Regions from separate parts of the Mus musculus genome. Here all the other regions are linked to region 2. A link is a contact called in public HiChIP or PLAC-seq and promoter capture Hi-C data. All regions are on one chromosome and are shown on one strand. The core of a region is the stretch at or near the end of the contact, and the rest is flanking DNA. Distances in the headings are between cores, read along the strand shown.

Region 1 (4,923 bases), core at 1,660-4,159, 200 kb after region 2:
GAACTCCTGTCCACTCCAAACACCACTGTCCTAGGTGACCAGACCTTGGACGATCATGTCTCCCTCACAGCATTGGAGCCCAGCTGCTCTGGGGGCCCACCTCACCAAGTCCCTTGCTGCTCAGTGACACACCCACCCACCCCAAGGCTACCAACCTCACCCCAAGGCTACCAACCTCACCCCAAGGCTACCAACCTCTACGAACCTCCTTCACCTGAGGCTATGAGATGTCCTTGCAGAGAGCAGCTGGGACCTTTGCCAGGGGCTCAGTTCACAGACCTAAGTCTCAGGAGCCCAAGCCTAGAGAGCCTACATCTCACCCGCCACGGTGGACCTCAGCCAGGAGCCCAGTAACCTGTATGGCAAGAGCAGCCATGCTTGCTTTGAGATAAGGGGCCTGCACAGGTAACTATTGAGCTATATGTACTGGGAGTCAAAACTGGCCTAGCCTCACACAGTCCCCAAGCCATGGAGGCAGTGTGGCTAAATCAACACATAAACAGGGGTTGCGATGGCAACAGCATCAGGGAGGCCGTGGGCCTTCAGACCCAGAAGTCAGGGTCAGCAAGAGCAGCTCCAGACAGAGGCGTTGAGGCAGAGGGAACAGCAAACACAAAGACCTTAAGCCAGGCATGGCAGGGCACATGTATAGTACCAACAACTTGGGAGACAGATTCAGGGAGATCACAAGTTCAAGATCACCTTCAGCTACATAGGGAGCTTGGAGTCCACTGAAGCTACATGAGGCCTTCTTTCAAAGTAAGGCCCGAAATCTTGGCACAGAGTGAAACATGACAACTTTGAAGACTGTCCTCGGGGCCCTGAGGCTGGTGTAGGCAGAGAAGAAGAGGAGAGAGGGAAAGGGAGGGTAAGAGTTTGGCCTGGAAGGATCCTCAAGGGCCATAATTGAGGTGGGATTTTGCCTTGTGGAGAGCTAGGTGGGGTTTGTAGCAAGAAAGCAAATGGCCAACTTCTTTTCAGTCACTTTGGCTCTGGGAAAGTGAGCTCCCTGGTGAGAGGTGACAGTGGCTTAGACTAGGGATGGACAGCAAAGGCATGCTTATTTCGAAGACAGGACCAACAGGCCCAGAAAAAGGTGTGTGAATACGAGGGGAAGAGGGTGCTTTCTAAGTTCCCCAGATGTGATACAGGATGGGGCCCGTCACAGAGAAGCATGCCAGCTTCCTCCTCCATACCCAGCTCACCACAGCCCGCATATCCCACCACAGTCAGAGCTTGAAATTCATCCGAAAGCCATAGCCACCGGCCTTGGGGGATTAGCAACGACTGTTAACTATGAGGCAGTCACCCAGTGGTTTCCCAAGGGCGGTTTATTTCTCCCCATCCCGAAAGCCAGGTCTCCCAAACCCACCCCGGGTACCTGCAAGGTTTCCAAGGCCTGGCCAGCCGTAGCCGTGCCCGTGGTGAGCGAGGCCACTTGCACCGCCTGCTTGCGGGCAGCCAGCAAGATCCTGCAGTAGGTGAAGCAGATGGCACCCGAAGGCAGGAAAAAGGTGACGCCGGACGCCACGAGGACATAAGGCAGGCTGGCCAATAGGCGGCACTGGCCCGGGGCAGATGTTCGAGCTTTGCCCAGTTCATGCCAGCCCAGCAAGAGGGGCAGGAAGGAGGCCAGCGCGGCGAGGCTCCAGGCACCCAGGATGAGCGCCAGGGCACGCGGGGCTGTCATGCGCAGCTTGTAGCGCAGCGGCGAGAGGATGAGCAGGTAGCGGTCCAGGCTGATGAGGCAGAGGTTGAGAATGGAGGCGCTGCAGCACATCACGTCGAAGGCGGTCCAAAGCAGACAGAGGCCGCGAGCTAGCACCCAGCGCCCATACAGCGCGTTCAGCATGGCTGGGGGCATCACCACCAATCCCACCATCAGGTCCGACGTGAAGAGCGACACCAGGAAGAAGTTAGACGTGTTGCGCAGCGCGGGCTGCGTGCAGATGAGCGCGATCAGCAGCGAATTGGCGGCTGCCGTCAGCACGATGACCACGCACAGCGCAGCGGCCACCCAGCCGCTGCCCCCTGGGGCTGGCGGTGGCCCGGGGCCCCAGGCTGGGGTGCTACTGTTGACAGGGCCGGGCTCTGGAACCATGGGGACTAGGGTTGAGGACCAGGACAGGATATGGTGAATGCGGATACAGGGTGAAGCCAAAGGAAGAGAAAGCAAGATGGGTAAAAACTGCACCTCAGAGGAGTAGGTGGCAAAACAGGGTTCTTAGGTCACCGAGCAACCATTACAAGAGGTCGGGGAGAGATTGTAGGGGCGCCTCCTATGGCGGGGCCACCTGGAGTACTCGGGTAAGAAGTTTGGGGAGGGGTACCGATGCGCCGAGTCCATGAAAGTTGGGCTGGGGCTGGATGAGAGCCCTGGAATGGAATAGAGCCACCGGGGATGCCTAAGGATGGGGGTGGGGCTCCTGGCCAGAGGCACGGCTGGGGAGGTGGGAGCAGGAGGCGAACTCCCGCCTTCCGGTCGGGGCAGTCTCTCTGAGGAGGGTGGGCGTGTGAGTACGCTTGATCACGAGCTGTCGCGCGTGGGGGTCGCAATGGGGTGGCCCAAGAACAGGAGCGCAGCTCGGCGGCGGAAAGCAGGTCTCCTTTCTCCCCTAGGCACTGAAGGATCCCGGGTACCGGAGGCCGCGGACCGGGCCGGGCCAGACCTGGTGGGGGAGAGAGGGCTGGCAGAGGAGCGCAGCGCGGCGCGGCGCTCCGCCCTCCCGGCCGCGCCGGCTCGCCTGGCCGCCTCCCGCCCGCGCTCCCTACCTGGGCGCTCGCGGGTGATCCGCTGCCGGCGACTGCGGCAAGCGCCGCGGGGCTGGAGACTACAGGCAGCGGCTGGTGGCGCGGCGGGCATAGGGCTCCCGAGCCGGGGAGATGGTGCGCAGGAGCCCGCGACGCTTCAGCCACGCGCGGTCCCGGAGGCTCCGAGCGTGCGCCCCGCCCCGCCCCGCGGTGGGCGGGCAGAGTCGAGCCCCTCTTAGCTGGCGAGCGGGGTTGTGGTACCCTAGGCCTGGAGAAGGATGCTCCAAGCGCTCCCGGGCGCCCGCAGCCCCCACACCTTCGCCTGTGGCTCCCCTGCCCACATGTGGTGATGGCGCAGGCAGAAGTCAAGGAAGGGGGACGTGACCTGTATGTACCCGGAGACTGCTCCCCAATGGGGGTCGAGCCACTCACTGTAAGAATCACCGAGCTTTCAAGAGAAGTCAGCTGGGAAATACCGAGCAAGTCCTTTGAGATCCCTCTGAGCCTCAGCTGCTGGATCTATACAATGGGTAAATAATTTCTACCACACTTCACCTTTGGATCAACCCTGCCAGTTCTCTAACAACACTGAGTGATTTTGGTGAAGGTCCCCCTCCCTGACCTGTTGGCGCTCCAAGTCTCAGTGTGAGGGATTTGGGAATCTCCAAGCCATTGGAAGGGTAGTCACTGCAAACAGGGGTAGGGCCTAGCGCCTCCTAGTGATGACCAAGTTTTCTTCACACCTTGTAGGTACCAGGTACTGCTCTGGACCATCTATCTGGACACCACGACATTAGATGACGCTTCCCATCTGTGAACTTCCATTCTAGTGGAAGGAAATGGACAAGAAATGGGCAAAGGAAACGTAAAGTGGTCATTTCTATAGGAAAGGGGGGAGGAAGAAGAGGGAGGGGAGGAGGGAAAGGAGGAGGAGGAGAGAAAATGTACAGCAGTGTGAAGAGAACCTGACACGTATCTTTTTTGAAATGGAAATACCTCCCACTTAGAAGAGCCCACTGCGTTCATGGCCTTGGTTTGTCCTGGAATATCTCTACCCAGATTCCTACCCCCAACTATAAAGCCAGAATATACATGCCAGAAATATAAATACCAGGAAGAAGGTGTTACGCTGAGGCTCAGAGAGGTCAAGAGCCTCTACCGAGGTCTCCAGCACCAGGCAACCAAGGATCTGGTGGAACCGAGTTCCGCCAGGTGCTCAAGGCAGAAGGTGCTTAAGATGCCCGGTGTCCAAATCCGCAGATCAACGGTATCCACTCACACCCAAAGGTGGGTGAAGTCAGCCGCAGCACCCAAAAGACGGACCCTGTCTTTCACTCCACACTGTGAGGCCTGAGGAAACAGAAGGTCACCCCTGGATGGAGCGTCAGAGACCCACTTGCGATCCCAGCTCTGATGCTCAGTAGGTTCTGCGCATTCAGGGCCGGTGGCGGCTGATCCCTTGGCCTTCTTTTCTCTCCAGCCACAGTTAGCAGAATTCCGTGTCTGACTCACGGGGTGTCAGGGGAGATTAGATGACACTGTGTGCTCCAACAGCTTGACAGTCCTATGTCGGTGCTAGCTGTTGGCTTCTGTGTCTCTCACTGGCGTTTCATCCTGAGGTGCCTCTCATAGCCCTGGTGTGCCTAACACAGCAGCAGGAGATATGTTTGCAGCATGGGAATCAGGGCTTATCGTCATAATCTGTTACTTGATCTATAATGCTGGCAAAGGTTTCTCCTCCTCCTCCTCCTCCTCCTCCTCTTCCTCCTCCTCGTCCTCTTCTTCTTCTTCTTCTTCTTCTTCTTCTTCTTCTTCTTCTTCTTCTTCTTCTTCTTCTTCTTCTTCTTCTTCTTCTTCTTCTTCTTCTCCGTCTCCTTCTTCTTCTTCTTCTTTTATTTTTTCTCCTGCCTACGATTGTTTGCCTACATGTATGTCTGGTGCCTGTGGAGGCCAGAAGAGAGCATCGGATCCCCTGGGACTGGAGCTACAAATGGTTGTGAGCTGCCATGTGGGTGCTGGGAATTGAACACAGCTTCTCTGGAAAAGCAGCCAGTGTTCCTAACCACTGAGCCATCTCTGCAATCCTGTAGCAAAGGGTTTCTTTTGTTTTGGAATTGTGTGTGTGCCTGTGTGTGTGTGTGTGTGTGTGTGTGTGTGTGTGTGTGTGTGTGT
Region 2 (4,629 bases), core at 2,017-4,516:
ATGGGTATGTTGTAAGAGTGATACATGGATTGAAACCTGGTGCTTACAATGTCTCCTGAGGGATTGGAGAGCTGGTGTAGTGGTCAAGTGGTTGGTCAACACTCACATTGGAGAGCTCTCGACCACATATAACTCCATGTGGCCCTGAAGGAGGAGTCAACCAGCTTGCACGTGCTCCCTTCTGCGACGAGGATGAGGTCAGACTGAGCAAAGCTGGTCTTCTGAAGTCTGAAGAAAGTCAGCTTTCTCTGCTTTCCCCAAAGGAGAGGAGGAAGCAGGAGGTCCTTTGACACATGTGGCCATCTTCCAACCATAGAAGTCAGCTTAAGGACAAAAATGATACCGAGAAGGAACAGGGAAGAAAAGGACCGAAAGGCATACAGAACATGTTCCATCATCCACCCAGGCCCGAAGGCTCCTCCTGTACTTTCAGACTCTTTACTGGCTGTAACTAGTAGGCAACTCACCTGCATTTGCTCTCCAGTGTCTCCCCAGAGCAGAGGTCCCCAGCACAGAGTAGGTCCCCAGCACAGAGTAGGTCCCCAGCACAGAGTAGGTCCCTAGCACAGAGTAGGTCCCTAGCACAGAGTAGGTCCCCAGCACAGAGTAGGTCCCTAGCACAGAGTAGGTCCCCAGCACAGAGTAGGTCCCCAGCACAGAGTAGGTCCCCAGCACAGAGTAGGTCCCCAGCATCAAATAGGTTCTCAGTTTAGTTTATTGACTGAGGAAGCATTAATAAGGTCACCGCATGTGACAGCTCATCATCACCCTGACAGAATTTACAGTTGCCATGGAAACACACTCCTGGGTATATCTCTGAAGAAGCTTTTAGAAAGTTTTAACCAAGGGGGGAATGTGGTCGGCATCATCCTAAGGGCTGGGATGAATGAAGAGAAAGCAAACTGAGCACCAGCCTCTCTCTCTCTCTCTCTCTCTCTCTCTCTCTCTCTCTCTCTCTCTCTCTCTCTCTCTCTGTGTGTGTGTGTGTGTGTGTGTCTCCCTGTCTCTCTGTGTGTCTCTCTCTGTCTCTGTCTCTCTGCTTCCTGGCTGCAGAAGTCATGTGAGTGGCTGCTCCGTGCTCCTGCCCCATGACTTCCAGCCACAGTGGACTGTACACCCTTGAACTGTGAGCCAGAATACGTGCCACCACCACTACCACCCCCAGTTACTTTTGTCTGGTATTTTGTCACAGCAACTGGAAAAGTGACAAACACAGCTGCTTTGTTCAGAGAGTTCAAGGGTGTACAGTCCACTGTGGCTGGAAGTCATGGGGCAGGAGCATGGAGCAGCCACTCACATGACTTCTGCAGTCAGGAAGCAGAGAGACAGAGACAGAGAGAGACACACAGAGAGACAGAGAGACACACACAGGGGGAGAATGAGAGAGAGAGAGAGAGAGAGAGAGAGAGAGAGAGAGAGAGAGAGAGAGAGAGAGAGAGAGAGGCTGGAGCTCCTTAAGACTCTAGGAAACATAGGAAGCCTGTGACAGGAAGTGAAGGATGACAGCTGGCTGGCAGCAGTGCTCACAGCTCTCTAGGGAACTTGTAAATCATAGCCTTTGATTTGATGGTGATGGTTGTATTGACTTCTAAACTAAAAGAGGGGGGGTATGTGTTCATGTGTGTGCTGTGTATGTGTGTATGCATGTATGTGTTGTACGAGTGTGCCTATGTGTGTGTCTGAGTATGTCTGTATGCATGTGTATGCGTATATAAGTATGTGTATGTGTGTACATGTGTGTGCATGTATATGCATGTATATGTGTATTGTACAAGTGTGTGTGCATGTGTGTATATGTGTGTTGTATAAGTGTGTACATGTGTGTGCACATGTGTGTATCCATGTGTGTGTTGTATGAGTATGTATGTATATATGTGTATACATGTATGTGCACATGTGTGTATGTGTGTGCATGTGTGTACACATGTATGTGTATGTGGCTGTGTGCACATGTATGTGTATGTGGGTACATGTACACATGTGTGTGCTTGTGTGTACATGTGTTGCATACCTGTACTCACAGGTATACACACCCATGAATGTGCATGAAGAGGCCAGAGGAAGACATTAGGTATCCTGCTCTCTCACTCTCTTATTCCCTTGAAACAGTCTCTCTCGATGAACACAGAGACAGCCAGCAGCCAGCAAGCCCCAGTCATCCTCCTGTCTCCATTCCCTAAAGCACTGAGGTTCCAGACATGTACAGCCACACGTGACTATTTATGTGGGTGTCGGGGATTTGAACCCAGGCCCTCACACTTATGCAGCAAACCGTCTCACCGACTGAGCCCAGCCCCCTGAAACCCCTTACTCTTTATTATTTTAGACATGTAGCCCAAGCTGGCCTTAAACTACTCCTACACACACAAAGATGACCTTTAGTTTCTGGCACTCTCGCCTCTGCCTGCTGAGCGCTGAGGTTCCAGATGGGCACCCACATACCCAGGTCACGCAGGGCAGGGCATCAGATCCAGGGCATCAGATCTGCCAAGCAAGCACTGCACCAACTAGGCTGCCTCTCCAGCTCCCCCAAAGATACAAATAAATACCAAGAGCAAGAAAATGGCACTGCAGTCTGAGCTCCTCAGTGTCTCACACATATCCATCCTGACCTCCATGTCAACCACTCCAGCTGCCACCCTGGAACCCCACCCTTCCATCCGACTATCAAGTAGAGACAGTGGTCCCATGAGTGTGCTGGAAGCATAGGCTCCCTGCATGCTTCCCCCCTCCCCCTGCCCAATATTGATTGGTTCCCCCTGAGGACAAGGCTGCCCACAAAAGGCCTTGCCATCTCATGTCTCCTTTGTCTGGCTTACAGCCCTAAAAAGTCAGTCTAATTATTTCCATTTTTATAGATGATTCAGGTCCTGACTTTGCTGTAATTTCTGCCACATTGCACAAGAGGTGTGAAGGCCCTAACACCAACACCCTTTCTGGAATGTCTGAACCTTTCTAAGTCCAGCTTCCACTAGCATTGCACTTCAATGGGGTAGCCTCCTCCAGGAAGCTAGCCCAGATTTCTCCAACATGATACAGCCCTATGGGAACATTCAGTGTCCCATCCTGCCCAGGTCAGGATTCAAAAGCAAACTGTCTCAGAATCCAGGCTCCTCTTGCGCTCCCTACTCCCAGGGACTAAACTTCGATGCCATGCTGTTGGGAGTCAGCTGTTCCTATGACTCATGGTTTGAGGCCTCGTGACCCAGGCCAGAAGCTAGGGACTGCCAGAAGAACTCTCATTAAAAATCAAAAGGAAATGGCAAGAAAAGAGACCTCTCTCAGTAGACGGTGACTCAGAGCTGCAGGGTGTACCAGGCAGGTGGACTTGGTCCCCATCACCTTTGCAACAGGGACAGAGCTTGCAGTACCCAGATGCCCCTGGGAGGTGGCAGAGGTAGGAGTGTGGTTTCAGGAAGTGGATGGGCAGGGTTGGATGTGGGGTTGAGGCCCTGTGTATAGCCTTGTTTACAACTCCCCTCCTGTGTTCAAAACCTTTCTTCCCCAGTCACATAGCCGAGGGAGTCGGGCTACTCAGAGCTCTCCTCCTGACTCTTCAGAGAAACTTCCCAGGGACAGGGCACTTTGGCCAGGGTGTCTAGATTCCTTCTCTTGAGACCCAGCCAAGTCCACAGAATGCAGACAGACCCCAGGCCCTCAGAGCAGCTGAGGCTTGAAGCTGGACAAGGGGTCATTAGTCACGTGCCCCAGGTGCCTCCTCCCATGAGAGTTTTTCCCGAGACTGGAAGAAAAATAGAGAAGAGAGAATTAGGCTTTATAATTGTGTTATTATAAAGTCAGACATAGTCCAGGCTGTATTAACATCATTCCTCTGATTTTATTTAAAAAACAAAAAACAAAAAACAAATCGTGGTCTGAGTAGCACAGCGCTCACCTACCCACCCCCGCCCTCAGCCCAAAGGGGCTAAGTTGGCCCTTGGTGAGCCCTTTAGGGCTGCCTGGGTCCACATTCCAGCTCCTTATTTACTGAGGTGTCTGTCTGTCTGTCTGTCTGTCTGTCTGTGTCAGTCCCCACCTCACCCCCTGTCGTGGGCTATGGAGGGTCTTTGGCCCTGTGTACACCCCTGTGGCCCTGCACATGCTCAGTGCGAGCCAGTTCTCATGAAGGAGGTGAGGCAGGATGCCCCTGTCTCTGTAACACAGACAGGAACACTGAGGTCCCAAGCAAGGGAAAGGGACTGCCCAGGGCCTCGTGCGTGATCCGTGGTGGAAACAGGATTCAGAAAGCCCTGGGTGTTGACAGAAGCAGATGGCCAAGTTATCTCAGTCACCAGTCATGAAGAGGGACGGTTGGGGAGGAACACTTCTGCACTGGAAACAGGACACACTCGGAACTTGGCTCCGAGAAAGCTTCAGTTTCTCCACAGCACTGGGCCTCATCCAATGGGTTGGTTACAAGGAAATGAACACAATAGGAAGCATAGGGGAAAAAATGGGGCACAGACCCCGGGAGCAAAGTTAGCAATTTAAGAGTGTGGGGGTCCAGAGAAGGTGGAACAGAAGGAAAGATGGCCACACGACTCTCCCATCCCTGTTTTCACACACCCTCGGAAGAGCCCCCCGGGGAACTGGCTGGCCCCTCCCCTGGGAACTTAGTCAAAGTGTCGG
Region 3 (4,583 bases), core at 9-2,508, 220 kb after region 2:
CTCAGTGACAAAGAGTGGGGGGCTGCCTGTTGACAACTTATTTCCCCACCCTCAGCCTGTGCCAATAGGCTGTTTTCCTGGGGTGTTCCGAGTTGCAGGCTGGTGGCTTCCAGCTGGGCAAGGCCTTGGAAAGCCTGGAAATGTGGCTTTCTCCCTTGATGCCTCCCAACTTCCCACCCCCACCCCCAGCCAGGCCAAGGCAAGCAGCTGCCCCCTTTAGTGACGCTTGTAAAAGATCATCGCCTGGCCCGGGAGCCAGAGCCGGCTGGAGGGCAGGTGGCCGGCAACAGAGCCCTGCGGTGAACACTGCCTCACTGGGGTGGAATGCTTACAAGGCTCTCCCCGCTGGAAACGCCAGCTAGCTCAGGCAGGCGGGCGCTCACGCTTGTTCTCTCTCCCTCTCTGCCCCTGCAAGTGGGGGTGGGTGACACCGGCCAGACTTTCGAGCAGGGAAGAAGAGGAATTGGGGTCTTTTGTAGTGCCAGAGGCACTCTCCACGAACCCAGCTGGGGGACCGCGCCTCAGAAGCTCCGGCAGGATGCTTTGATTTGGAGAGTGGAGGTCGGGAGGCTCTGCGCGACCGAGAGAAAACAGAGAGACAACACGAAAGTAGAGACACAAGCCCAGAGAAAGTGAAAATCGAGGCGAGAGGGACAGAATAAAAAAAGCACGGGGGAGAGGAAATGGAGCGATGGAGAGCCAGAAACCTGTGGATGGGAGACAGGGACCAAATGAGCAGCAGCTAAGAAGGGACCAGGATAGATCCAGAGGACGCGTGAGTCCAGTGTACCAGCGCTGCCCGGCGCCTGCCGGGCGACGCTCTCCCTCCTACTCTCAGTCCTGGCGGTGAAACTCCTACAAGAAACGGAGCCCCGGGGCGCGGCTGGCGACCGGCTCCGGACGCCGCCGGTGCCCCCTGGCCACCGGGGAGCCGCGCCCACGTCCCCAGCGCGGGCGATCGGAGGCGCCTGGCTGGCCGCCGGGCTGCGTAACACGAGGGTCGCGAGCTGGAGGGGAGCGGAGAGGGACTGCCGGACTCGGGGGACACTGCGGGTCGCCGGAGCAAAGGGGCTCCGGTTGCCCCGCTCCGGCATGCGGGCCCGGGCGAGACTTACCGCGCGCGGCGGCCGCGGGGAGCGCGGCGCGTCCTCCTGGGGGTCCTAGAAAGTGGGGTGCGAGCCGCGGGGGTCGCAGGCCCGGGGTCCTCGGGCTGGGGCGGCCCCGCGAGGCTCGGCTGGGCTGCGCTGCTGGCCGTCTGCGGCCCCGGGCGGGCGCGAGGCGCGGGGGAGCGGCGGGCCGAGCGCCTCCGACGTCAGGGTGTCTCAGCTCCAAATAGGGAGTGAGGGCGGGGGCAGCGGCGACGAGGGGAGGGACGCGCGGGCAGGGCGGGCGAGCGAGCGAGCGAGGGCCGCTCCCTCCACTCGTGAGCAGGGGCGCCCGAGCCATGGGCCCCGCTCCCCGACGGCCGGGACAGGGATGAAAGGGCACGAGCCAAGCGTCCGGCCGCTTCCCAGGCTTCGATTCCCCTCCGCCTGGCTTTTCTAGGCAGTCAGATCTTGCCAGGCCTTGGAGTGACAATAGTGGGTCTTTGGAACTCTTGGAGTGGGAGCCTGGCTTTGGACACGAGCTGAGTGTGGCGCTCCAACCTATTGGGGGTTCCAACACCCGGGATCCATCCTACGCTGTGCCTGTTCTTCCCTCGGGAGGTTGAGTTCTGATCTCCGCTGTGTCCTTGCCCCTTGACCTTCAGTTGCCTCCAAACAACTTAGCCGGAGCATCCAGAGAAAGGGCTGAGAGGCCAAAACACAGACTCACTAGGGCTCCTTGAAAAGAGGACAGCACGGTTCCCCTCAGGGAGAGGCTAGCTCTCTAAATCCAATAAGGTGGATTGCACTGGTGTAGCCTGGTCTATTGGTGTAAGAAGAGTGCTCTGGATTGGAGCTGTAGCTTAGTATAGCAGTGCTTTCCTAGCATGCAGGAAACCCCGACCTCCATCCCTAGCATCCTCTATACTGGGTCTAGTGGTGCCCACGCAAGGCCCACAGTCAACTAAAATAGCAAGTTCCAGGCCACCGTACAAAGAAGAGAAAGACGGTATTGGGGCGCCTTTGTTCCTTGAAGGTGATAGCCCACTGCACCATCAAACAAAATGTCCAGACTTAGAGACCTATCCGTATCAGTTACACACGCCTGAATGCACTCAGCCCTGCTCATCTGATGTCTCCAAGGTGCCAAGCATGGAGAGTGGGGAGTGGCAAGAAAGCCTCCTAGTGACTTAGTGGCCACACCATGGCTGCCCCAGGCGATCTGCTCTTCAATCCTAGCTGCTGTGCTGTTCTTCAGCCTAGAGTTTTCTGCCGCCCTTCGTCTCCCTTTCAATGCATCCTTCATCTACCAGGTGGAAAACTTTCCCAAGCTGCTCAGGTGACGTACACTTCCTCCTCCTCCAGGAGTGATCTTGCAGCCTGGGATACATATCTGCTCGTGCTAATCTCTCTTTATGATCTTCTCCATCGGCTCCCTGAGGGCAGAGCCCTTCATTTTGTTTCCGTGTTATCTCCCATTTAATAAATGCAGAGGGCCCAGAGACAACTTGAGTAGTTCATCAAAAAGTTATAAAGTGCAGAAGCTAAGGTTTGGCAGAACCCAGCCTTGCTACATTGTGGCATGTGTAGGCCATTTTACAGCCAAAGGTTGCCAGCCATCTCACTTCAGACCTTGGACAGGATAAGAGTGGATGTCTACATTCTGTAGATTCTGTAAGAGCCCAACCCATTCCCAGCAGACATGTAATCCCTACATTTGAAAGGTAGAGACTAAAGGGCCAGGAGTTCAAGACCAGCTTCTACTAGTTACATGCTGACCTGAGCAATGTGAGACCCTGACTCAAACAAAACAGGAGCTGATAAGATGGCTAAGTGAGTAAGGTCACTGACAACTGAGCCTAACAACGTGAGTCCAATCCCCAAGACCCATAAGATCGGAGAGAACTGACACCTGCAAGCTGACCTTTGACCCCCCCCCACATGTGTGCTATGGCACAAGTGTGAGCACAAACACACTCACACTAACTAACTACATAACTAACTAACTAACTAAATATATAAATAAATGTAATTTTGAAGCCAAGCAAATAGGAAAGGACTTACTCCCACCCTGTAGGAAGCTCTGTGGAGTAATATGCTTGTCAAATCACACATACAACCATTGGAGAAGGCTGGAATCCCAGCCAACACCCTTGGCAGGACAGTTCAGCACCCTCTCAAACACAGGAAGGTACCAGAGCAAATTAGACACCTAATCGAGGACATAGGATCTGAAGCTGAGTTATATCCCATAGTAGTGATGACAGGAAGCTTCAGTGTGGACAGAGGACCTGCCTAGGAAAGAACTCAGTATCTTTTAGCAGCTACTGTTTTATACCCAGCTAAGCAGTCTGTTGTATCTCATCTACTCTTTCCCATAATCCCCTTGCTCCCATTGTACTAGTGAGAACAGAAGTATCATTAGCCACCACCCCCACACAAGATTACATTAATAGTGGCTGACAAAGGCTAGATTTGATTGCACAGCCCATGGTGCTCACCACACACTCTTGGCTGCCTCAGAGCCCCTCCTGTTGAGATGATGCACCCCTGGGATCCAGGATAATGGGGCCCCAGCAGGAAAGGCAGAACCTGTCAAGTCAGAGTCTCCAAGCTCCAGGAGATACACCTGGTTGGCAGCACAGCTCCAGCTGCCCAGGCAGGCCTGGCTGGCACAGGGCATGGGCTCATGGCCAGAGCCTGCTGGCCCTGGGCCAGTCTCTTGGGGCCAAGGTAAAGTGGGGCCCAGAGCTAAGAGCTGAATGCCCCTCTCCCCAGCTCATTAGCAAACATCTGGGCTCAGGAAAATGACTGACCTGGAATGTGACTGAGCTGCCCCCTCGAGAGTCCCTGGGGAATGTGAGCTCCCTCCTGCAGGACATGGGGCTTCAGCCAGCTGTTTCCTCTAATCCTGTCAGCCTGGCCTCCTTGGGGGTCCAAACCTCTGCAATCTCATGGAGAAAGAAGAGTCAGAACAAGCCAAAAGCCTTCCTTCTTGCTCAGGCCCACAGCCTGAAAAACATCCACAGGACCCCTGTCAGCATGGTTAAGGAAGAGTCAGGCTCTCCCTACATGGTGTGACTCCATGTTCTTTATCATTCTTGGACTCTGGGGCTCTGTGCAAACTATTGCGTCCTCGTGCCTTGGTTTCTCAATCTGCCCATCACAGTTAGGAAGAACATATAGTCCAGGCATGTGCTAACATTCATTCATTTATTTAATAAGTATTTATCGTGTCTGCTGTGTGCCAGGCAGCCATGAGATGCTGAGCACCTACAAGGACTACACCAGGGAAGAGCCAATCTTCCAGAAACCTAAAAACAGAGAGGAAGACATCACAGACAGTCAATGGACGGGAGGATTTTATTATGCTTGTGAGGAAGGCGGTGGGGGTGGGGGAGGGGAGAGTTGTTGAGAAACTTCCAGAAAACAAGGCAAAGAGGTGATGTTTAAGGTGAGATCCTGAGAAAGAGCCAGGATTGAAGGAGATAAATGGAT

Evidence for each region. HiChIP or PLAC-seq counts read pairs in DNA pulled down with a chosen protein or histone mark. Capture Hi-C pulls out chosen DNA fragments and counts their contacts.
Region 1: a promoter capture Hi-C map of adipose tissue shows a contact between it and region 2. The contact joins the promoter of Htr6 here to the promoter of Pla2g2e in region 2. A contact is called at or near these places in 7 of 39 promoter capture datasets (the C10 cell line, cranial neural crest, embryonic stem cells and 4 more), 2 of 15 datasets of contacts at CTCF or cohesin (embryonic stem cells and pro-B cells), 39 of 484 Hi-C or Micro-C datasets (the AtT-20 cell line, B cells, the CH12 cell line and 19 more), 6 of 115 datasets of contacts at active chromatin or transcription factors (bone marrow-derived macrophages, embryonic stem cells and pancreatic cancer cells) and 3 of 9 other capture datasets (adipose tissue, embryonic stem cells and pancreatic islet).
Region 3: an HNF4G HiChIP or PLAC-seq map of pancreatic cancer cells shows a contact between it and region 2. The contact joins the promoter of Nbl1 here to the promoter of Pla2g2e in region 2. A contact is called at or near these places in 7 of 484 Hi-C or Micro-C datasets (the AtT-20 cell line, the N1E-115 cell line, cerebral cortex and 3 more), 1 of 115 datasets of contacts at active chromatin or transcription factors (pancreatic cancer cells) and 1 of 9 other capture datasets (pancreatic islet).

The regions. Positions count from the first base shown.
Region 1 is chr4:139,072,661-139,077,583 of GRCm38.p6, forward strand. It overlaps Htr6 (5-hydroxytryptamine (serotonin) receptor 6), which reads right to left and starts at 2,910. Exons shown (of 4, transcript NM_001377096.1): 1 at 2,773-2,910; 2 at 1,382-2,669. The coding sequence starts at 2,101.
Region 2 is chr4:138,874,676-138,879,304 of GRCm38.p6, forward strand. It overlaps Pla2g2e (phospholipase A2, group IIE), which reads left to right and starts at 3,267. Exons shown (of 5, transcript NM_012044.2): 1 at 3,267-3,397.
Region 3 is chr4:139,091,712-139,096,294 of GRCm38.p6, forward strand. It overlaps Nbl1 (NBL1, DAN family BMP antagonist), which reads right to left and starts at 1,259. Exons shown (of 4, transcript NM_008675.2): 1 at 1,116-1,259.